Linked DNA regions of Mus musculus: all the other regions are linked to region 1. A link is a contact called in public Micro-C and promoter capture Hi-C data. All regions are on one chromosome and are shown on one strand. Each heading gives the region's core, a stretch centred on a gene start, on an enhancer-like site or on the middle of the called end of the contact. The rest is flanking DNA. Distances are from core to core; before and after follow the strand shown. Region 1 holds the start of Zcrb1 (zinc finger CCHC-type and RNA binding motif 1). Region 2 holds the start of Slc2a13 (solute carrier family 2 (facilitated glucose transporter), member 13). Region 3 holds the start of Lrrk2 (leucine-rich repeat kinase 2). Region 4 holds the start of Tmem117 (transmembrane protein 117). Region 5 holds the start of Irak4 (interleukin-1 receptor-associated kinase 4). Region 6 holds the start of Pdzrn4 (PDZ domain containing RING finger 4).

Region 1 (3,641 bases), core at 429-2,928:
AAAATAAGAGCTGGGCTAAGCCCGAGGAAGGCCAGTAATCAGAACGTAGGAGGGCTGAGGCAAAACAAGAGAATCACCAGTTCTAGGCCCTGCTTGGGGGGATGGGGGGTAGGGGATGGGGATTATATTAATAGAAAGAGGTAGAAGGCAGGGAAATCATAGGACCAAAAGGAAAAATGAGAACAAAAACTGAAAGAAAAAAAAAATCAAGGAAATGCAATCAATTCGATACAGATGGAGCAACACCAAATCTTAAAACCCAGATGTCAGGGGAAAAAAAAAAAGTTCAATTTAAAGGCAAAAGCCACAGCTTTGTTAAAGAGTCAGAAAACGCAAGACAGTTTCAAAACAAGGCTAATAAGTGTTTGCTAAGCAGACAAAATAAGATTCCAGGAGCACAGACGATGCGCTCAGGGTGAACTAAGGAAGGAGAAGCAGTGGTACCCCCAAATCGAGAGGAAGCACGAAACAGCGCGGAGAGTTAAGGCTCAAACAATTAGAAGACCAAAGGGGCTTACATCGTGGGCGATAACCAAGCACAACCGGGATGTGAAGCCTGGGAGTTTGGGCTGGCCACAAGTTTGCCATGAGAATTAGTCCCAGTGGTCCCTTGGTGGACGCCAAGGAATTAATGCCTCTCAAAACTCAGCGGCGCCCTGGGTGGATTGCACTTCGTCCCTCCGCTTCAGTCAGGATTGATTGTGCAGGCTCCACGACAGGCTCTGGGCTCCGGGCTGCTGACACGCAGGTTCCCAGGGAGTAGTTACAGGCCTGGTCTGTACGTGCTGGTGGGTAGAAGTTAAGTTTAAACTACCGGGCAAAATAAGCATTCGGATTTCTCTGTAGAAACGACGAGCTCTTAAAGAATAATCAGTGTAGCCGGGCGGTGATGGTGCACGCCTTTAATCCCTGCACTCTGGAGGCGAGGCGGGCGGGATCTCTGAGTTCGAGGCCAGCCTGGTCTACAGAGCGAGTTCCAGGACAGCCAGGGCTACACAGAGAAACCCTGTCTCGGAAAACAAAAAAATAATCAGTGCGTACCCATTCCATATTTTCAGAAAGGAAAAAATAGTAATAAACAACGGGACGATGGAGCTGAACATCTGTCCGTGCCAGTACTCAAGAATGGGTCACTGTGTGACTCCAACTGTCCCCACGTGGGCTTTGTCTCCCCGGCCACACTGACATTCTCAACAGCAAGTGGATTATTTTGGCACTCTTTTGTCCGTCTCTCAAAGTGCCTATTACAGAGTCGGTTAGGTCCAAAAAATAAAAAATAAGATAAAAACCCAGACTTCCTGACTGACCTGGCGTCACTGAAGTTGCCTGGCTGAGAACTCCCCTTTTGCTTACTAAACTCCTGCCGAGAAGCGGAACCTGGGTCTCACTCTCCTCCACACTTCGCTTTCCTCCCGCATCCACTGAGTCCCTCTCCAGGTTCCACTAGGAGTCCAGAATAAAGCACATCTCCATCGCCGCAGGAAACGTCCGCCCGCCCGCCCGCCGGCCGCATGCGCCCCTCGCGCCTCTGCGGAGAGCCACTCGCTCACCTACGTCCCACTGCTGAGCCTCCGCCTCTGTCGCCGCCGCCTCTGTCGCCGCCGCCTCAGCCGCCGGTGAAACCCGCGAAGCCAGACGTCCGCTCGCCCTAAAGGCACTTCCGGCGCGCGCGGTGACGTCGCCCGGCGCGCCAGCCTCCGGCCCGGGGCCGTCGGGGTTTGGGGGAGTCGGAAGGAGCGCTGCACCGCGCTGCGTTCGCGGACGCCCGCGCTTTTGCGCGCCGCGGAAGGCAGCCGGAGGTGAAGCCGCCGCGGGCTCGCATCCTCTCCGCTTCGCCTCTGCGCCGAAGGTAAGCTCCCACGGCGCCGGGCCCAGGAGACGGCCGCGGCCCGGGCCTCCGCCTCGGCCTCCGCCTCGGCCTCGGCCTCGGCCTCGGCCTCGGCCTCGACCCTGACCCCAGCTCCGGCCCCAGGAACGTCCAGCCGGGGTTAGCATTTCTCAGAGTGAGAAACTGGAAACGCGACAAGCAGGTTTTGGCTAGCTAAGGCTTTTTGAATAATCCTCCTACTGGGCCAGCGGGGCGCCCTCCGGGGTGCCGGGTCCATTGTCATTCATAGGGGTTCTTAACACTTGCTGCCGACCGACGCGATCGTTTCACCTGTAATTTGCAGAGTTTTAACAGTGACGTTGATTACTAAGCACATTGATAAATATACAGGTTAATGTCCCATTCAAAGTAGGTAATCCATGTAATAGAGTGTCATTTCATGATTTGGTTGTGCACGAAATTTAAAAATCTAAAGAACTTTATCAAAATGTGAAACTACCCCAAGCTTAACAAAACCGAGTCTCTGTCGTCATGGCCTACCTATATCAGTAATCCATATATACAGACGTAGATACAGGAGTTTTTTTAAAAACAAGAACAAAAGAGGCGGGGTAGACAGGTGTCCCTTTCGGAGGTGGGCGAATCCTTGGGAAACATCTTTTCCGCTTTTACCCTAAGAAGGCGTTAAAAATAGCCTTGTGGCTTCTCCATCTCTCTAAAACCCCTCTTCAATCGCACCGCAGCCCTAAAAGGCTTAACACCCGCTGCTAGAAAAGGAATATGGTAATTCACACCCTACCCACACTGGTACTCTAATCTCTTTAAATGAATGGAGCCTGAGGAATTCTACCCTAATTAAGTCAGTGATGGTCCTTGTTTGGTTCTACTTGGAGTAAGATTCCCAATGTCTCCTTTTTTTCCGTTTTAGAAATGAGCGGTGGCTTGGCGCCAAGTAAAAGCACAGTTTATGTATCCAACTTGCCTTTCTCCCTAACAAACAATGATTTATACCGGGTAAGTTGTATGTACATCTAACTAATGGATTCTTTCTTTAGAGACAATCTGAAGCTTAAGCAAAAATACTGCTCCCTGGGAAAATTTTTAGTTGATATCTTCTGCAAATTTTAGTGGGAAATTTTTCAATTTTGTTTTAATTTCCCAAAGAGAATTTGTTGTTTGTGTGTTTTTTCGAGGCAGGGTTTCTCTGTGCCTGACTGGCCTAGAACTCACTCTGTAGAACAGGCTATCATAGAACTCAGAGATCTGCCTTCCTCTGCCGCCTGTACTTGAGTGGTGGAACACTTGCCTAGAGTAGTTATCACACACCTGTAACCCCAGCACAGGGGAAGCTGAGGTAGGAAGATCAGCTTGGACAATTTAGACCCCATCTCACGAAAGAGAAAAGAGATACTGAATTAGGCTTGGAGGTGAGATTTTAGACTGAATGATAAGAAATAACCTTATTTAAAACATACCTGGGGGCTGGAGGTGAAGTATAGTTGGTAGGATGCTTGTCTTGCGTGCACAAAACCCTGTGTTGATTCCCTAGTACCACATGAACTAAGGAATCAATGGAGAACCCGTTAGAAAGCTATAATCCCATAGGAAACTGCTGGACCTCGGAATCCAATGTTGCTAAATGTCTGGCCCACAATTTCAATATTAGACTGCATATGATGGGATCTTCTAAAAGCCTTTGGGGGAGGGTGTTATTTCTGTGTATTAAATAATTAGTCAGAATTATAAGCATATAGATATGTATATATCTATAGAATATAGATCTGGGCAATATATGGGCAACTATATGTAGAAG
Region 2 (3,641 bases), core at 534-3,033, 1.8 Mb after region 1:
AAGCTACAAGGAACTCCATGTTAGTAGAATGTTGTGGTGTGCCTAACTGAACTTGGCTCCTCCCAAGAACCCGGAAGAGCGGTTGTGTTACCAAGGTCACATTTCCTTAGCGGTTATGTTACCAATGTCACATTTCCTTCCGAGGTCATCTTAAACTCATGGATATAAATTACGAGGTGTAGACGATTTTAAGGAGTAGTTGGTTCCGTGTTCTGGAACCCCAAAGTTGAATTTGGAGCTCCTAGTGAGTAGAAGTCACGGTGTTCAATAGGTCAGCTGGATTTGAAGTTCAGCTTGTTTCAACTCAACAAGAGTTCTCTGCAGAATCTACGTGAACAAGCTGACCACCAGGGGGTGCAGTTTTGCTGCTATGGGCTTGGGAAAGACTCAAGCCTGAATCTTCTGAAGTCTAAGTTATTGTTTCATTATTTGAGAGATAAGTCTGTGTTTAATTTCTCCTTGGGAAGACGGCAAAACCTTGCTTTAAAGTTACACGATACATTTAAAGTTATTCCTCTGAGATAACCGCCCCCCCCCCACATTTGGAGAAATGTGGTTGGAAAGTGAGATATTTTGGTGACTAAAAATCAAGGTGAAAGGGACGTTGGGAAAGTCTAATAACTTCATAGTGTAATAGGATGACAGAAACAATTTCTCTGAAGGAAACAAGCTTAAACTGCATGAATAGGGTTCGTGCTAAGAAACATTTGTTCAAATAAGGGAAGTAAATGAAGACAGGAATTGTTCACGGAAACCATGGGTTTTAAATTTCTTTTTCATTTAAATCTGGTGTCCTACGCCTGAAGAATGAGACTGCAGCAGAAAGACACTTGATTAGTCTCTATCTCCGGAAATGAAACAACATAAAATAATTTACAGAATATTTAAATCAACGGGAGGTTTCCAAACCAGCCAACAACTGGCAATTAGCAATTAAAACAACCATCCTCAAACCATTTGAAATTACTTTGTTTCAGGCAAATGGGGCATCTAAAATCGCTTCTTCAAATCAATGGGGCAGCAGCAGGAATTGTCAGGGAGAAGGTATCTTTTTAGGCTCGCATGCTGGGCAAGAAAGGTGGTAATTGCCAATCACACAACAGATCACATTCTTGAGTTTCCTTGTTCCACTTGGAATCAGCTAGTTATGTGAGAAGGTGATGTATATACGCACAGCTAAAGTTGCTTTACCTCTGGGAATCCACAGGAAGCCTTCTCGTGAGAGAAGAGTTGCTGTCTGTCTGTCTGTCTGTCTCTTGTCTCTCTGTCTGTCTGTCTCTGTCTCTGTCTCTGTCTCTCTTTCTCCCCTCAGAAAGTCAAGATGCAAATGCATTTTAGAAGGGCGGAATTTAAAGACGGAGTAGCAGGGAGAAAGGAAACTAGAGACACCAGTGACCATGGTCCCAAATTGCTCCAAAACAAACTAATTGCATGAGAGCCAAGGGACACGGACACTCACTGCAAAAGGACAGAAGTAGGTGAGTGTCAGGCAGTCTCAGCCACCTCGGATTGCAAGCAGGAGGGCAGAAGGAGTCTTTCACCTGATCCTTAGCCTGCTGTGAGCTTGAGTGCTCTGGATAGCAAGCAGCTCATCTGCAGCCAGAAGGCAAGCTTCCCTGTGTCCTGGTACCCTGACTCCAAAGAGCTCTTGTCTCCAGGGGACCTCCGCTTAACCCCGCCCACAGAGGGAGGTGGCAGCGTCCAGGGGGAGGAGTTCTTCTCTGTCTCCGCCCACCAGGGGGAGGTGGGTCCCATTCGCCCCTCCCCTCCAAGCGGGCAAGTGACGCACGACCCCGCCCCCGGCCGCTCCGTAGCGCCAGCTTAGCAGAGGCTGCGAGGCGGGTGGCTCGGGTGGCAGAAGAGCAGCGGCTCAGCAGCTGGCAGAGAGTGCGCGGCGCCCCACACGCAACTTCCCCGCAGCCGCCTCGGCGGCGTCCGCCTGTCCCATGTCCCGCAAGGCGAGCGAGGACGTGGAGTACACGCTGCGCAGCCTGAGCAGCCTGATGGGCGAGAGGCGCCGCCGGCAGCCGGAGCCGGGGGCGCCAGGCGGGGAGCGCAGCCTCCTGGCCGCCGAGTCGGCCGCCAGCCTGCAGGGCGCGGAGCTGGAGCGCGCGGCGCGCAGGCAGTTCCAGCGCGACGAGACCCCGGCCTTCGTGTACGCGGCCGCCGCCTTCTCGGCGCTCGGCGGCTTCCTGTTCGGCTACGACACCGGCGTGGTGTCGGGGGCCATGCTGCTGCTGCGGCGCCAGATGCGCCTGGGCGCGATGTGGCAGGAGCTGCTGGTGTCGGGCGCGGTGGGCGCGGCCGCCGTCGCGGCGCTGGCCGGAGGGGCCCTGAACGGCGCCCTCGGTCGGCGCAGCGCCATCCTGCTGGCCAGCGCCCTGTGCACCGTGGGCTCCGCCGTGCTGGCCGCCGCCGCCAACAAGGAGACGCTGCTGGCCGGCCGCCTGGTCGTGGGGCTCGGCATCGGTGAGTGGCCGCGCCCGCGAGCCCCACTGACCCCCTTGCTCTCCCCTGCTCCGCGGTCCTTTGGGGGCTCGGTGGCACGAGCGCCCTGGTGGCTGTGGAGGATGCGTTCCCTTCTCCCGGATTCCCACGTGGAATCTGCGGTCGCCCGCGGGTCAGTCAGCGCCGGACAGTCTGGAGCAATTCAAGATACCCCAGCTTTCCCCGATCCGGCCTAACCTGAGGCCGCTTGTTGAGTTTAGGAGGGTCTCCACATCCCTGCCATCCCTGAGAGTGATTTCCCCACTGCCAGTTCTCCTTTAGGATGCTAAGCCCACCGAGCTTTAAACGAACTGCGAACTGCAATAATTAGTAGAGTCAAGGAGTTTTGAACTCCAAAATCCCTGCTCCGTTCCAGTTCCATCTTCTCTGCAGTGGATCATTTTTAAATAGAACACTATTTTCTCTCCTTGCTTTGTGCTCTGTGGTTGACTTTCAACCTTTCCACCTTTCTAGATGAAATCTGTCTCCCTTTCCCACCCGACTTAGAACTTTTACTTTGGGCCAACATTCACCATTCTTGTTTTGCCTTCTCTGCCTTTTCCATATGGGAACCAAATTATCCATTAAAGGTCACGTTCATTTCCTAGATTCAGTTAGGAGCCACTCCTGTGGATAAATGCCCAGCAAGATAGACACTTGCAATTTACTTTAGAAATGAAGAGATGTAGGTTCTCTGGGCATTGATTTTTTTTTTTTTTTTTTTTTTTTTTTGTCACCCTGTTTGCTGAGCGGGGGAGGCACTCTTGGTGTGCTCTTGGCAGAGGGAAGCTGTTTGGGATGTGCCCAGTGTTATTAGAAAGCACCTTTAAAGGGAGAATGGGAAGTTGTGACTTAAATCTCACTGGTAGTTTTCCAAGGCTATAAAATGTTTCCTTTTATAATTCAGTTTCCTTTAGGGTAAAGCGTTGCTTCCCCATGGGAGGGCTAGATGGATTCCCGGAGCTGTCCCTGAGCTGACCACTCTTCACCCTTCTGGATAGGTTTGTAAGGGGAAGCACACTCATTCATTCAACTCTGCCTCTAGGAGCCACGAGCCTAAAACCCCAGCTCACTGTACCCGTATCCCCTGATCACCGACTCTGCTTCTATGGGTAATTACTGAAGCATGGCAAGGCTCTCTGTGAAATGTGGAT
Region 3 (3,641 bases), core at 626-3,125, 1.7 Mb after region 1:
GAAAGAGGTAAGCAATGGCTATATTCCAGATTCCCCTGGGCTCTCAGGTCTACCACTCCCTTCTGTGTTCAGTTGATTGAAAATCAGGGTCCAGTTTTTCCCAGTGGTACCAAGCAGGCGTGAGACTACCAAGTCTAGGTCTTGGCAGTGTAGGCAGCCAGAATTAGACACTTTTGAATATAAAGCAAGAAGGGTGATGTAGGTGGAGAACAGAAAGCACCTTCAAAATGATTCATATTCCGTGGGTAAAATTCAGACTCTTGGTGCTAAAAAGTACAGTATCTTTATCATACCTCCATCTTCCTCTTGATTTTTGTCTGATAACAACCTGAAAATGACTAGTCAGATAGGAAAGTTTCACAATTGGAAAAATAAAAATATTTACTGCAGATAAAAGTATGCTTTTCTAAAAGAAAATTAGAGCCAGGTATGGTGACATATACCTATAATTATAGCACTGGGGAGCCAGAGGCAGGAAAATGGCAAGTTCTAAGTAGTCTGGGTTATACTGTGAGAACTTGACAGGGTGGGAACAGAGGGAGAAAGAGGAGGAGGCAGGAGAGGAGGAGGAGGAGGAGGAGGAGAGAGAGAGAGAGAGAGAGAGAGAGAGAGAGAGAGAGAGAGAGAGAGAGAACTTGGAGACTAAGAAAAGTTTAGTCTCTAGAATGACTATGAAGGAGTATTCTATTCTTCCCGTGCCTCCAGAGTTCCCCGACAAATAACTCTCAGTATTTGGATGACAAAACTGATTTCAGTTCCCCAGATCGCAAACCTCTAAAGGAAGTTAGCACCTTCAGAAGTAATTCTGTCCTGACTGAAAGCCATTCTTACTTATCCGAGTCTGCTTTAAAATCACAGTTAATTACATAGCCTACTTCTGGACTTCCTGTGACACAGATCCAGACAGAAGTTCTACTTTTGTATCCACTTTGTATGATAACAGCCGCAAAGTAGAAATGTAAACACGGCAGGCGAGGGGGCATTCGGGAAACATCACTTTCTTTAGATACTGGGTGATATACACTGCAGGAAGAATCCTTGAAATGTGTCTTCTAATTTAAAAGTATAAAAGCAAACTGACCCTAGACTTGACTGTTTTATTACTGTTTTTTTAATTACCCTCCCTTGCTGGAAATATTCACTGCACTGCTCTACCAGAAACTCGCTGTATATTAAGGAGCATTCTTAGAATAGTTTGAAAGGTTAACGGACTCACCTTGCCAATAAGAGCCCTGTTTTCATTTTGCTGCTACCACCACCCAGATAATGTCAAAGGTGCTTCTCCTCTGCCAACATTTGACAAGATTTCCCCTCTTAAAGCAAATCTCAAGACCCCGGGACATAAGGCCTATCACAGAACAGTCTTCAGGAACAGATGGGAAGGCCCGCTTACCTGCTGTACACTGGCAACTCTCATGTAGGAGTCCAGGACAATCAACAGAGGCACGTGGAAATTTTTATCTTCAAATAACTTGGAGGCTGGAAAAGAAGGGGGCAAATGGGGGATGAAAACAAAGTCACAAACCACGGCATCCTGGCATCCTTTCAATCTTCCAGGGATCTCAGCTCCTTCCTCCCTGAAGGAAAGGAGTGGGGTGCCCAAGATTAAGACTCAAGTGCAGGATAAAGTTTGCAGAGGAGGGAGGGGCTGCAGGCATTACCGCGGTCCGAGTAGGTGAACACCAGCATGTCCTCCAGGAGCTGAAGCAACGTCTCGATCTGCTTGCCTTCCTGGACATTATTCAGCCTGACTATCAACTTCTTCAGAGCCTCCTCCTCCTCTTCCTCTTCGCAGCCCTGACAGGCGCCACTGGCCATGGTGCAGCCGGCGGGGACTGCGGCGAGCTGGGACGGCTCCTGCTCTCAGAGCTGCTCGGCCGCCTCCGCTGCAGGCCCAGCCCTCGGTCCCCAGCCGCGCCCAGACGGTGACGGCGACCGCCCCTGCCCAGTCTCAGCCCGGCCTGCCCAGCCGCATCGCGCCGCTGGGAACTCCGCCGGGGAAAAGCGAAAGCCGCCACCCCGCCACTAAGAATAGCAAAGGGGCGTTGGGAAAGGAGGACACCGCCCAGTTGGCCCCTTTCAGGAAAGCGGTTTCTTTTAAGAGTTCCCCCTATAGGGAGAGGAGTAATTTGCTCCCCAAAGAATGCAGCGTTTAACAATCAAAATCGGCCAGCTACATGGGCTTTAGGAGTTGTTTGCTTGTTGGTTATCCTGAGCTCTGGTTGTGGTTGCCAAAAGGCCTCTCTCTGTTTTGAGTTTGCAGGCAGGATCTGGGAGCTCTGATTCAGCTCTCAAGGATGGAACTCACAGCAGAGTCAGTGAAGCTAAGGTTGGAAGAAACAGTCTTTAAACGGCATTCTTGGTCTGAACTAGTTATTAGTACTGCTGCCCGGGCCTCTAAAGTTAAAAGGGGTATTCTGAAAGCCGGGGCAACTGCTAATTCCAGCACCTGGGAGGTGAAGACAAGAACCAAAGAAATCGGAGGCCATCCTTGCTTCATACAAGTTCAAGGCCAGCCTGGGCTATAAGAGCCTACCTAGAAAGAAGGAATGGGGGGAGGGGAGAAAGGGAAGGGAAAAGGAGAGGGAGGAAGAAGTAGAGGAAGAAGAGAGAGGGAGAGAGCAGGGGGAGAGGGGGAGGGGGAAGGAGAAGAGGTAAATGAAGAGTTGAAGCAGGAGAAGAAAGGGGAGGGGGCGGGGGAGAAGGGGACAGATCTGCAAGGCACAGTGCTAAAGCATCCCTGTGAAGAAGATGTTGCATCCCAAGAAGAAAGCAAAAGAAAATGCTCACGTAGTAAGGTTTTTCAAGAAGAGAAGTCTCTGGTACAGTGCTGTAGTCAAGGCTTGGATGTTCTATGGTCTCAGATGACCCAACCTCAAGGTTATTTACCCCGAAGGAGAATTAGAGCAGTTAATTTATTTCCTGGCTTCTAGTTCGTTAACATTCTGATAACAATTCACAAACGGATGAGGAGTTCTTTCCTGTCTGAGGAAATGTCTTTGGGATGGGTAAGAGGTGGAGGGGTTTGAGAGGCGGGTTGAGAGCCAAGACACAACTGAAGGTCAGGCTGAAAGTTTGTCCACACTCTGCACTTTCAGCAGAACAAGAAAGCAAGTTTCCATCAGCTTGGGTACTCACTGAGTGCTTCTTGTTGCCAAGGGTTTTCACCTTTGCGTGGTAGTAAAGTGCTAATATTTGCAAGGCTAGAATAGTTAGGATTTGCTTCCAAGTAACCCACGATTGAAGGGTGGGGTCAAAACGGGAAGAATTAGACATGAAATGAACTGGGAATTGTGGAAGGTAAGAGATGAATTCCTGGGGCATTGCTCCTCTCTGTGTGTAATTTTCCATAATGACAAAACTCTCAGCTGATGACATATATGAGACCTATATTACCTCTTCTATGCGCTTTCATGACATGAGGACCTCAGATTTTCTTTTCTTTTTTCCCCCGTATTTTATTTACTTCTTGTTAAAACACACACACACACACACACACACACACACACACACACACACACACACCAAAAACCTTGCCAGAAATTGAGACTTATGTCCCTTCAAAAGAAAATTCTAAGTGACACCGTGTTTCCAAAGTCCCCTTGTAGGACTATCATCCACCTGTAGGACTCCATACTCAG
Region 4 (3,641 bases), core at 571-3,070, 1.2 Mb before region 1:
TTCCAGTCCTGGAATGTCCAACTCCGTGAAAGGAGAGACGGAAGAAAAGTGGATAAGCCAAATCTGTATATATTTCCTGGACCAGACCTAGGTAAGGAGGGGCCTCAAGAGAAACACAAACCTTTACCTCAAACTGACAGATAAGTGGACGAGTATGAGAAGCTCTGCAGGTGGAGGCAACCCTTGACTGTCAAGATTCTGAGTTCCACCCCTTTCACTTCAAAACCAAACAAGCCAAGGACAGGTGCGGGGAGGAGCAGAGCACTTTGTATAACCCAGCACCCATGACAGGTTTTATCGTGCAAACAGCAATCACAGAAGTACATCTGGGGCCCTTGCTTTCAGTCCCGTCCAAAGACCACACAGCCTTTTAAATAAAGCAAAGCTTTCTCAAGCAATCAATGTAACCACCTAAGTGCCTCTGGATAGGGACCTGGATGGTATCTGTGGTACCCAACTAATTTGCAGCATCACATTGGTAAATCACATCCTTTCTCGTCACATTGTATCAAAGTTTAGTAATTTTCCTCCTCCGGTGTTTTTATCCTTGCAGACCTTGGGACATCGATAAGCAAGCTTTTTAACCCAGAAGCGAAGAGTGAAGTTGGTTTGAAGGTCTTCCAGAAAGACAGCATCCCAGTGTAATGGTGAGGTGGGGACCAGCCCGTCCTATTGGGTTATAAAGTGGAGACGTGACCATTGGACTGACCCTTTAAGAAAGCACAGACTGCCCTTCGGGCCATTTGCTTGTTGAGGTCTTACTCCAAGACAACAAAACTCAACGGGCTGATTAAAGTTCATTCAAGCCCGGAGTTACCTTTTAAGTGACTGGCAGTTTAAAGCAAATTAAGAAAAACTGATGGGTACTTTTTTTTTTAATCACAAGAATTATATGGAGAATGGGAGAGCAAGCAGTGGCGAACGGCTGAGTCAAAATCCCCAGTTGCTCTTAAACTACAAAGGTTGAGGGAATAGAAAGATACTATATCCAGATGGATCGATTGATTGATCAATCAATGGATGGATGGATGATAGATACAACAGAAATAGTTTTTACATAGATTTTACCACTATATTCAGTAAATTACAACTTGCTACAGAATGCAAATCAAACCATAAAAGCTTCCAAGACTGAGGTGGGGGTACCTCATATTTTACATACTTCAACTCACTTTGTTCTTTGTGTCCATACACTAATATCAAGGTAAGTATCACACACACACAAACACACACACACACACACACACACACACACACACACACACACACACACCGATGTTCCACAGAGGGTAGAATGAATCATAGCAGGCTAGATGTTCTCTCACGGGTCACACACAGCCGCGGGCCTGTGGTATTTTTCAAAATAGAAATGGAAAACTAGTTTTTTTAATTCAGTCACGATGGAGTTCGCAAACACACAGGCCTTCCCATTTCCTTCCCGAAAGGACACGGAGGAAATGCAACCTGTTCCTTTCCCCGGCAGGCAGGCAGCCGGGGGCTTGGGTCCCTGCGCCCCGGAATCGGTGGAGCGGGAAAGTTCGGGCTGCCCGCGGCCGGTCCCCCGGAGCCTCGGCTGGCTCGGTCCCCGGCCGGCTCCCGCGTCCCCGGCCCGGGGGCACGCGGGGCTGCGGGGCTGCGGGGATCCGGCCTGCCTGTGCGCCCGGGACTGCGGGCCGAGGGCTGCGGGCCGCCGCGTACTCACCGGAGGGCGCGCGGCTCGGCCACCGCGGCGGACGCAGGACGAGCGGCGACACGGGCCGCGGCGCGCTGCTGTCACCTGGCTATAAATACCGCGGCCCACGCCGCCGCCTACGCTGGCCGCCCTCGCCGCTCCCGCCGCGCCGCAGAGTCGGCCCCGGACCGCGCCGGGCACATGCCGCCACGCCCGCCCGCCTGCCGCGCCTCTGCGGAGCCAGACCGGACCGGACCGGGCGGGGCGGGGCAGGGCACGGCAGGGCACGGCAGGGCACAGCAGGGCAGGGGCGCTGCGGCGGCCTAGGGAGAGCGCCACCCGGCCATGGCCTGCTGGAACCGCATCAGCAGCACCCTGCGGGGAACCTGCGCCTGCCAGCAGCTGGGACCGCTAACTTTCTAAGGCGACCTCGGTCACACAGCATCCCTGCCTGCGGCTGTGTGAAGGGTGGGGGTGGGCAGAGGGTCTGTGCCTGTGTGTGTCTGTATGTCGGTCTATGTGTGTCTGTGTGTGTGTCTGTGTGTGTGTGTGTGTGTGTGTGTGTGTGTGTATATATATACACATATATATATGTATATGCATATATATGTGTGTGTATCTCTGTGTGTGTCTGTGTATATGTAAATTTATATGTGTATATGCATATATATTTATGTGTCTTGTGTATATGTATGGGTATACGCACATGTGTGTGTATCTCTGTGTGTCTGTGTATATGTAAATTTATGTGTGTATATGCATATATATTTGTGTATGGATGTATATATATTCACATATGCATGTACACATACATACATGTGTGTGTGTCTGTGTCTGTGTGTATATGCATATATATGTGTGTGTATCTCTGTGTGTGTCTGTACATATGTAAATTTATATGTGTATATGCATATATATTTATGTGTATTTGTGCATATATCTTCACTTATGTGCGTATACATACATATATGTGTATGTATATATAGATGCACACATATGCATATATGTAAATATGTGTGCCCATATAGACAGATTGGTACATGGCTGTGTCTCTGTATATATGCATATATAGATAGTTGTCTGTACAGAAATAGTGTGTGTACATAGATACATACACGCACACATAAATACAAATATACGATAATGTATACATTGCACAAATACGTGAGCACACATACACTCATGCACACATGTACACATAAGCACATCTCCCCAATGCTTGTCATTGGTGTGGGTTGTCTAGTTCTCTGCAGCATGTGTCAGGAGGAACCTTTGACTTGGCCTAAGGAACCCCTCTCTTTCCTCATGTCTGCTGCTTACTCAGCCCCTAATAGCAACCGCTACCTCAGCTTGCTGGCTGCTTTAATGTGTTAAACGTTGCTATATCCAGCATGCACATAGCTAGCTACTGCATACTGACAGCTGGTGCTAATGGGAATGATCACAGTCTGTACTGTGGAATGGAAAAGGAGATCATTCTTGGGTGCCAACAGCAGCACATTTAGGAAGGCCAGGGCAACCCTTTTCCTGGCTGGACTGAGGATTCAGAAGTGAGTTTTAGGAAGCAGAGGCAGCTGCGATATCTGCGGACTTGAAGTGGCCATGGAGAGCAAGTCCTAGGGGGCTCTGCTGTCCCTCCTGCTGGCTTCACATTTTTGCAAGTGACAGTGGTCATAGTTTATTTTCTGGAAACTGTGGCTTAGCAAGTCTCTTTCATGGTGTGTCTACAAATTTCCTTGTGTGCATCCTATGTCAGCATTCTGTGCATTTCACTGTGATATTTGGTTTTTACTTTTTTTTTTCCAGTTTATCTTAACTCTCCACCACCACCACCACCACCACCACCACCACCACCATTCTTTGAGCTGCCTGGGGGCAGAGACAAAATCTTACCATTCCCCCCTTAATACCCAGTGAACTCCAGGAATCCTTCAGTGAGTTAGAGATTACTTTCTCCGATGAATTCTCA
Region 5 (3,641 bases), core at 759-3,258, 1.1 Mb before region 1:
CCTTGAAGCAGTTGAATCAGTGAAACCCTAAGCACTGGAGAGCAGCCTAGATGACTTCGGGGGAAGACCATTGGGCCATCCATCAGCTTGGATGACCTCTGACCTCTGGGGGAGACCAATGGATCATCAGCTGGATGACCTCTGACCTCTTGGGGAGACCAATGGGCCATCCAGCCCAACCCTCTTTACCTTTCTAGACCTTGTTTCCAGGACTCAGAACTAAAGCAGCTGGGCTGACGCCATCTCTGTGTCCGTTAACCTCTCTGTCCCATCAGAGCTCAGAAAAACTTACACGTCAAAGCCGCTTAACACCTTTCGGGACCAGCTCAATTCCTTGGCTGCTACAGTGCTCTGAAAGACTAGACCTGACTGCTAGGGGTGACCTTTGTGCCCTCTCCTCTGTGAACAATGCTTGTGGATTGAGATGGGGCCCAAAGACACAGGGAACAGACCAAAAAAAAAAAAATGCAAAGTAAAACAAACAACAACAATAACAACAAAGTACAAAAAACAAAACAAAAAAAAAAAACAAAAAAACCCCACAAAAACAAAAAGCCCAGCAAGCTTCCTCCTATATAAGAATTTTTGGTTTCTTCCCACTCTGGCCCCTCCCCCTGGTCACTTCTTCCTTATACTTTTACGCAGTCTGAACTTCCCCCATACCCAAACAACCATGTTCTACACTAGCTGTCCCAATGCCTCTCACCCTACAGCAGCCCCGTTTGTTCCTGATGCATCTGCCAAAAGACCTTTGAGATGCCGAGAGATGTCCACAATTTCTAAACACTGACATACTTCAGTGGCCACTAAAACGCTTTGGGTATACTAAAATGTATAATGTCATCCATTCACCAAGACATGTCCTATCTGTGACAGATATTAATCCAGGTGCCTGAAAAATAAAACGTTAGGAAGAATAGGGAGAAAAGGGAGGCAAGAACACAGGGGAGTTTTATTCTAATGATGGAAGAAGGTAGCAAGCTGAGAATGCATTTGGCAGTCTGTTAAACGCTGCCTGCGGTGGTTTGAACAGGAGGGGATTCCATCGTCCCTCATTTGAGTACTTGGTTCCCAGTTGGTGACTTGTCTCAGTTAGGGTTTCCATTGCTGTGAAGAGACACCATGACCAAGGCAATTCTTATAAAGGACAGCATTCAATTGGGGCTGGCTTACAGGCTCAGCGGTTCAGTCCGTTGTTGTCTGCAGTGCAGTCAACAGAAGTCTGTGCTACTGTAGAGTGCGAATTCATCTCCTAAGTTGTTTTGTTTGTTTGTTTTTTGTTTGTTTCTGTTTGAACAGGGAACACAACAAAGACAAGACTGGGAGGCCCAAGTTTGGCCGGAGTGATCAGATCAGTCTTGAAACATGTAGGAAGCAAAAATGTTTAGCATGAAAATAGGAGAATTAAAAAAAAAAACCCTGAGCTCTTTGGCATACATCTTGAAGAATTACTCCCAGAAACGGAAAAATCGATTTTTTTTTTTTTTTAAATTTCCTGCTTTGGGGCCACTGTGTCCATTCCGAAAGCTAATGGTGCTTTCTTGCTCTCTTGGGAATGCTTTTCCTGCCCCTCTCTTGCTTCCAATCTGTCTTGCGCTTACCTCTCCCTCTACCTGTTGGACTGTCTGACTACAGCTAGCTTCCTATGCTCCCCATAGCGAGCAAGCGAGACACTCCGGCGGCAGAGCAGCGCACAGAGGCTGCGGGGCTCCCCAAGCCTCCTCTGCCCGAGTGCGCCCATTTCCTGGTTCTGGAGCGAAGCGACTGATCACCAACCCGGCCCGGGACAGAGGACAGCGGAGAGATCGTGGCTTGAGATCAGCCTTCCTCATACAACCTACTTCCTCTCGGACGTCCCTCGCTTCCTGGACAAGGCGATCGGCGTCCCGCCACGGTCCGGCGAGGACTCGGGGGTGGAGGACGCAGGACCACCAGGCGACTTCAGACTGCCTGCGATCGGGATGCTGCGGGTCACCGGGGCATCATATCCCCCTGTGGGACAGGGAGGGCAGGTCAGCTAAGGGTGAGAGTATAGGGGCGGAGCCAATCCGGAAGGCCACGCCTTTCCCTCCCCGAGCTCCACCCAGGGAAGAGCTACACCAACCGGAGCCTGTCCCTTTAAATGTCCCTGTAAGAGGCTAGGCGGCGGAAAGGCTTCTGGGCATGCGCACTGTGTCACTCGGCGGACCACTTTCTCACGGAAGCGAGGTAGAGCTCACAGAGTCTATTAGGATGCCGGGTCACCGGTGGATCCAAGACTGCTGGACCGGGGAGGGAGGCGTGGTGGCGGCGCCCAGGGAGCGGGGTGGGGTTGGGGTGGGAGTCCCTCTGCAGCCTCGGCTCGCCCCGCGGAGCGGAGGAGGAGCTCTTGCCACCCTCGCCCCCACGTGCCCTGTCTGCCCGCCTCTTGACTAGCTGCTTGACTGCCATGCCTTCGTGCTGCACTGTCCCCACGTGTAGCCTGGAAAGCCGTCCTATGGTCTTTCTTTTCCAACAATCCCTAGGGTTCCGAGGACCCCTGTGGACTTGGTCAGAGCTGACTGCTGATTTCCATCTGCCATTAGAAACAACTCCACGGGGGCAGATGCCAACCTTTGACAGGGTGTTCACTATCTTTCCTTGTCAGCATTACTTCAGCTGTATTCTCCCTATCCCCTCTGCTCTGTGTCAGGGCTTCCCCCTTCCCCCCCCCCCCCCCAGTGCCCGTCTTGATTGTACTTGCACGTGGTATTTCTACCCCGCTTCTGTCTCTTGAACTATTTCCAAAGTCAAGTAGCAGTTTATTATATACCATTCCTGATTATCATAGACAAAAGTTAACACTTCTTTCTTTCTTGTCACCATTAACGCTCTTACTGTGTTCTACTTGTATCTGTTCAACTAGTATCTACTGCAGACCTACTATGTCCTTGGTGCTGTTCTGAATATGGGCTAGTCAGAATTCTGGCTCATGTGGAACTGACACTTTAAGTTGAAGAAGATGGACAGTAAATAATGAACACATTAGCTAGTCATGCTATACAGGAAATTAAATCAGTTTTTTTCTTTGTGTGTGTGTGAAAGAAAAGAAAACAGGTTCCTAAAGCTTATAGATGAATCCTATAGATTAGATTATTGGTGGGTGAAAATGTCTGAGGATGTAGATGATCAATTACTTGTAAAGTCTGGGAAATACAAGAGCTAGGCAGTGAAGCTGCTCTCTCAGGGCTCCGTGTGTCGTGGAGAGAGTAGATTGTGTGAGGACTGTGATTCATTCCCTATAGAATTGGCCTTGGGCCGCTGCTCCAAGAAAACACCATGAGACTTTCTTTTCTTCTATGCCAGTGACTTGGTAGAAATTCCCTTTCATTAGCTTGAGATGTTTGTATCTTTCCTGTAGAGAATTTAGAACAAGATGAGGGACCAGGACTGACTTATCCGACCTTGAAGTGTACAGAGAAGTTCACGTAACTATTTATTATAGACTTTCCTTTCTTATCCTTCTTCGTGATCTAATTTCCAATGTATAAAAACACTACCACAGTCTCTGAAGTTTGCTCCAGGAGATTTTGAGGTTCTGAGGATGACAATCATTGTAACAACAGTCCTATTTTCTTCTCCCTTCTTTGTAGGTCTAATGATACTATTTTTCAGATAAACTT
Region 6 (3,641 bases), core at 807-3,306, 1.0 Mb after region 1:
ACAGTGGTTCTCAATCTATGGGTTGCAACCCCTTTGCTGGAATCACATTATCAGATATTTACATTATGATTCATAACAGTAGCAAAATTACAGTTATGATGTAGCAAAATAATTTTATGGTTGCGGGTCACCACAACATGAGGTATTAAAGGGTTGCAGCATAGGACAGCCCTGGCATAGAAGCACAGTTTGGTGGGATGCTGTAGTTAGTTCTTTATTCTGTAATTCTAACGGTTGCTCCTTTCAGCCAGCATTGAATCATGGACTGGCAGTGCATAGCAAACGTGTGTGCTTTTCTCTAGCTCATCCATTGGAATGAAGATTATCCTATACACAAGCAGACTAGGGAACTCATGTAGCCTCCAGTCTTTTTAATTTTTATTCTCTCCATTAACTAACTGCACAAGGTGCTGTGTTATGCAACGGCATTTTTACCCAAGTATGCTCCATGTGCATCGTATAATCAGAGCAGCTTCTCTCACATTGTTTTTCAGACTAGGGGTAGGAAGGTTAAAACAGAGGGCCAGGGTGGGAGGCAGATCTAAGCAACCAGTCCCAAACGGAAGCCCTCTCTTGCTCCTCCCCGGGGGGGTGTGTGTGGGGGGGGGCGTGTAGAAGAAGTGAAAACAGCACTTGAGTAGGGGGTACAAGTTCTGTCAAATCTTGCTTGCTCTGCCAGAGACCGTTCAAGTCAAACACCAACTGAAGACAGCTGATAAACACGTCTCTCTACCCAGGCTGCAGCTCGCAGCTCAGGACTAGCCCCTTCCATGAAGTAGGGAAGACAGCTGCCTCTGCCAGGTACTCAAGGAGGCACTGTGACTTCAGGCCTTTGTTCTTGTCCTGGGACAGGTCCCCAGGTAATAACAGGCACACTGGCCACCAATAAGGTCTCGTGAGGTCAGGAGAGAGGAATCAACAGGGAAGGTCGGTATCTCTGTCACCACCATCCCTCGAGGCCCCTGAGCTGAGGAAAGGGTGGGTAGTTAACTGATAGGCATATTTTGGCAGAGAAAATAAGTCTCTCACAGCCAATTAACCGGTTTACTTATAGAATTTGCTCCAGGCACAGGCCAAGGACGCGAAAGATGGGCAGCTTAGGTGAGCAGGGGAGTGGAAGATGAGAACAGAGTGTGGATGGGAAAAGAGTTCACTCAATTTCTCCTCCTGGAGAAGTTGAGTTTGACTCCCTTAATCCTAAACGGTGTTTCTGGGGCAGCGATGCAGATGAAGGTGGCAGAGCATAATCAGATGCAGCTCTGAAAAAGGGATGGCACCTCCATAAGGAGTCCTCAACAGTCGGGAAGACGCTCCCCTTCCCATCCCAACCGTGCTCTGGGGTTCATTCCCCTGGGCTTACCTGGCCGCGGCCTCCCGGGTTCCCGACGAAGTTGCGCGTGTGCGCCATGTACAGAGCCAACTTCTCCTGATACCTGCGCTGCAACAAGCTGACCTGCGCCCGCCGCGTCTTCCCCACCCCGACAGCAGGCGACAACCAGAGGCCGACCTCCAGGTCCGGGTGGCCCCTCACGCGCGTCCCCACTCCAGCAGGTCTTGGTCGCCGGGTGCTTTTCCTCCCCGCCGCCTCCGCAGCCGCCTGGGCAGTGGCTGTCACAGCCGCTGGCAGGGCCGAAGGCGCAGCGCTGGATGTGCACTGCCAGCACCCGCAGTCGCCCCTGTGGCCACAGCCCTGTCCGCTGTAGTTGCACTGCACGCGCAGTTGCTGGACCAGGCTGCGCAGCGGCAGCACCCGGTACAGCTCGCCCGGCGCCAGCGGCTGGCACTGCAGCGGGCACCAGCGTCTCCCCGCCGCCCAGGGCAGCAGGCAGCTGGCGCAGAAGACGTGCCCGCAAGGCGTGCACGCGGGCTCCTCCAGTACCTGGCCACACAGTAGCTGGCACTGGAAAGCGGGGTCCACGGCTTCCGCGAGACGCTCCAAAGCGAAGCCCATGCTAGTGGTGGGAGGGAGGAGAGCCAAAAGGGGTGTCCCCGCTTCTTCTTTCAATCACCCCCAAGCTGCGCCAGGGCCAGCGGTCTTACCGCTGCTGAGCTCTTTGAGGGGGGAGGTTTGTGTGTGAGCTCAGAATAAGTTTGGCTTGGAGTTTCAAAGCTGTGGCTAGGTCCTGACTTCTCTGTATTGAAGCTCATTGAAGCCACCTGAGTGAACCCTTCCCCATTACCCACTTCTTTATGGCTTTGTAATGCACGGTCTTTCAAGTTTATCCTTGAGAGGGAGGCTTGTTTACAGTAGTGTTTGGGCCAGCTTTATTCTTTCTCTGAGTCTAGAACTTGAGTCCCCCAGGGTGCTTTGTCTGGGTACAGCTGGCCATGGGCAAAGCATTGATACTGAGAATGTTAAAGTCTACCAGGGTGGAACATTCCAGGGATCAGGATCTTGTGTCAGGCAAATCCTTAGTTAGAAAGAAAAAAAGTTTGAAGTGATGAATACACTTTTGTTCTTTCAAGGGAGGTAACTAAAACAAAAAACAAACAAAACGTCAACTAAGAACTCTGACTCTAAAGCTTCCGCGCTGGAAAAAAAACAAAAAAACAAAAAACAAAAAACAAAAAACAAAAAACAAAACAAAAAAAAAAAACACGTAGGAAATCATCCCCAGAGCCAGGCTTCTCAAATCAAGATATGGAAATCAGGTGATTGTAGCAAAGGGTGATCTCTGAACCAGCAGTGAGGGTTGGGGACAGGCCAGTTGTCTGCCTGGGGCACTTTTTTCTTGCTGTGGGGGAAGGCAATGAGCAGCCTCCCTCCCTTCCGCCAGGTGAAAAGACTAAGGTTTCATTAACTGCAGCTTGCCTCCCAGTTCAGAGAATTGTCACGCTCTGTATTTTCCACTTTGAGAAGTATTTCACTACTGGGAATGGGCTATGAGAAACATTTTACTATTGGGCACGGGGTATGGCCTTTTGAGCACCTGGAAGAAAACAACAACAACAACAACAACAACAAAGTGATAATCATGAACAAAAGAGGCACGGTTTCTCTGCATAGCCCTGGCTGTCCTGGAACTCACCCGGTAGACCAGGCTGGCCTCTAACGCAGAAATCCACCTGCCTCTACCTCTCGAGTGCTGGGATTAAAGGCATGCGCCACCCCGGCCCGGTTAGAAGCCTCTCTTTACTCAAACAGAAGAGAATCATTCCAAATTCCAAATCCCTTCTAGTTTGTCCTTCGGTGTGTGGCCTGCCTTCCTGAAAACATAGGGGACCTTCCAGGGCCATCGCCTTCTCCCGAAACTTAAGAACACAAAGAGCCCATAACACCAGGTAACACCGGGATATAAGCACGTGGTTTACCGCCGTTAACCAGAAACCATGCGAGATGCTTGGGATGAGGATTCTTAAATTAATCACCCTCCTTGCCAGCTGGGTGCTGTTCGTGGAAGGCTGTGAAGAGCATCAGTACAAACAAATCCAGACTTGGTGATAATAATGGCAAATAGCTTCCAATCAGAACCTTCTGAGAGCTGTTGAGAGCCAAGGAAACCTTGAAGTGATGTTCCAGATATCTGAAATATTCTTTTTGTTTTTGTCAAAATAAAAAAGCTATATTGTATATGTTCTACACATCTATGTAGTCTTAATTTTTTTAAGGCCGATTTTATTTAGAGTTCTTAAACACATCA

The links. Promoter capture Hi-C pulls out the DNA fragments that hold promoters and counts their contacts. Hi-C and Micro-C count contacts between places; a contact is called where the count stands out from the background.
Region 2: a promoter capture Hi-C map of pre-B cells shows a contact between it and region 1, with 3 times the contacts expected there. The contact joins the promoter of Slc2a13 here to the promoter of Zcrb1 in region 1. A contact is called at or near these places in 2 of 39 promoter capture datasets (the 3T3-L1 cell line and pre-B cells).
Region 3: a contact with region 1 is called in a promoter capture Hi-C map of pre-B cells. The contact joins the promoter of Lrrk2 here to the promoter of Zcrb1 in region 1. A contact is called at or near these places in 3 of 39 promoter capture datasets (the 3T3-L1 cell line, the SN4741 cell line and pre-B cells), 1 of 115 datasets of contacts at active chromatin or transcription factors (large pre-B cells) and 1 of 9 other capture datasets (liver).
Region 4: a contact with region 1 is called in a promoter capture Hi-C map of liver, with 4 times the contacts expected there. The contact joins the promoter of Tmem117 here to the promoter of Zcrb1 in region 1. A contact is called at or near these places in 5 of 39 promoter capture datasets (the 3T3-L1 cell line, hippocampal neurons, liver and 1 more).
Region 5: a promoter capture Hi-C map of liver shows a contact between it and region 1, with 4 times the contacts expected there. The contact joins the promoter of Irak4 here to the promoter of Zcrb1 in region 1. A contact is called at or near these places in 15 of 39 promoter capture datasets (the 3T3-L1 cell line, the C10 cell line, the HPC-7 cell line and 11 more), 1 of 15 datasets of contacts at CTCF or cohesin (large pre-B cells), 8 of 484 Hi-C or Micro-C datasets (CD4 T cells, CD8 T cells, the G1E-ER4 cell line and 5 more), 19 of 115 datasets of contacts at active chromatin or transcription factors (the 230-238 cell line, the NIH/3T3 cell line, acute myeloid leukemia and 15 more) and 3 of 9 other capture datasets (adipose tissue, embryonic stem cells and liver).
Region 6: a Micro-C map of embryonic stem cells shows a contact between it and region 1, with 4 times the contacts expected there. The contact joins the promoter of Pdzrn4 here to the promoter of Zcrb1 in region 1. A contact is called at or near these places in 3 of 39 promoter capture datasets (cranial neural crest, frontonasal cranial neural crest and second pharyngeal arch cranial neural crest), 1 of 484 Hi-C or Micro-C datasets (embryonic stem cells) and 1 of 115 datasets of contacts at active chromatin or transcription factors (forebrain).

The regions. Positions count from the first base shown.
Region 1 is chr15:93,396,371-93,400,011 of GRCm38.p6, reverse strand. Zcrb1 (zinc finger CCHC-type and RNA binding motif 1) reads left to right here and starts at 1,678. Exons shown (of 8, transcript NM_026025.3): 1 at 1,678-1,849; 2 at 2,757-2,842. The coding sequence starts at 2,759. Pphln1 (periphilin 1) reads right to left here and starts at 1,662. Exons shown (of 9, transcript NM_175363.4): 1 at 1,551-1,662.
Region 2 is chr15:91,571,403-91,575,043 of GRCm38.p6, reverse strand. It overlaps Slc2a13 (solute carrier family 2 (facilitated glucose transporter), member 13), which reads left to right and starts at 1,783. Exons shown (of 10, transcript NM_001033633.3): 1 at 1,783-2,469. The coding sequence starts at 1,947.
Region 3 is chr15:91,671,458-91,675,098 of GRCm38.p6, reverse strand. It overlaps Lrrk2 (leucine-rich repeat kinase 2), which reads right to left and starts at 1,875. Exons shown (of 51, transcript NM_025730.3): 1 at 1,662-1,875; 2 at 1,394-1,479. The coding sequence starts at 1,818.
Region 4 is chr15:94,627,364-94,631,004 of GRCm38.p6, reverse strand. It overlaps Tmem117 (transmembrane protein 117), which reads right to left and starts at 1,820. Exons shown (of 8, transcript NM_178789.4): 1 at 1,703-1,820.
Region 5 is chr15:94,542,027-94,545,667 of GRCm38.p6, reverse strand. Irak4 (interleukin-1 receptor-associated kinase 4) reads right to left here and starts at 2,008. Exons shown (of 12, transcript NM_029926.5): 1 at 1,842-2,008. Pus7l (pseudouridylate synthase 7-like) reads left to right here and starts at 2,161. Exons shown (of 9, transcript NM_172437.3): 1 at 2,161-2,208.
Region 6 is chr15:92,395,225-92,398,865 of GRCm38.p6, reverse strand. Pdzrn4 (PDZ domain containing RING finger 4) reads right to left here and starts at 2,056. Exons shown (of 10, transcript NM_001164593.1): 1 at 1,361-2,056. The coding sequence starts at 1,951.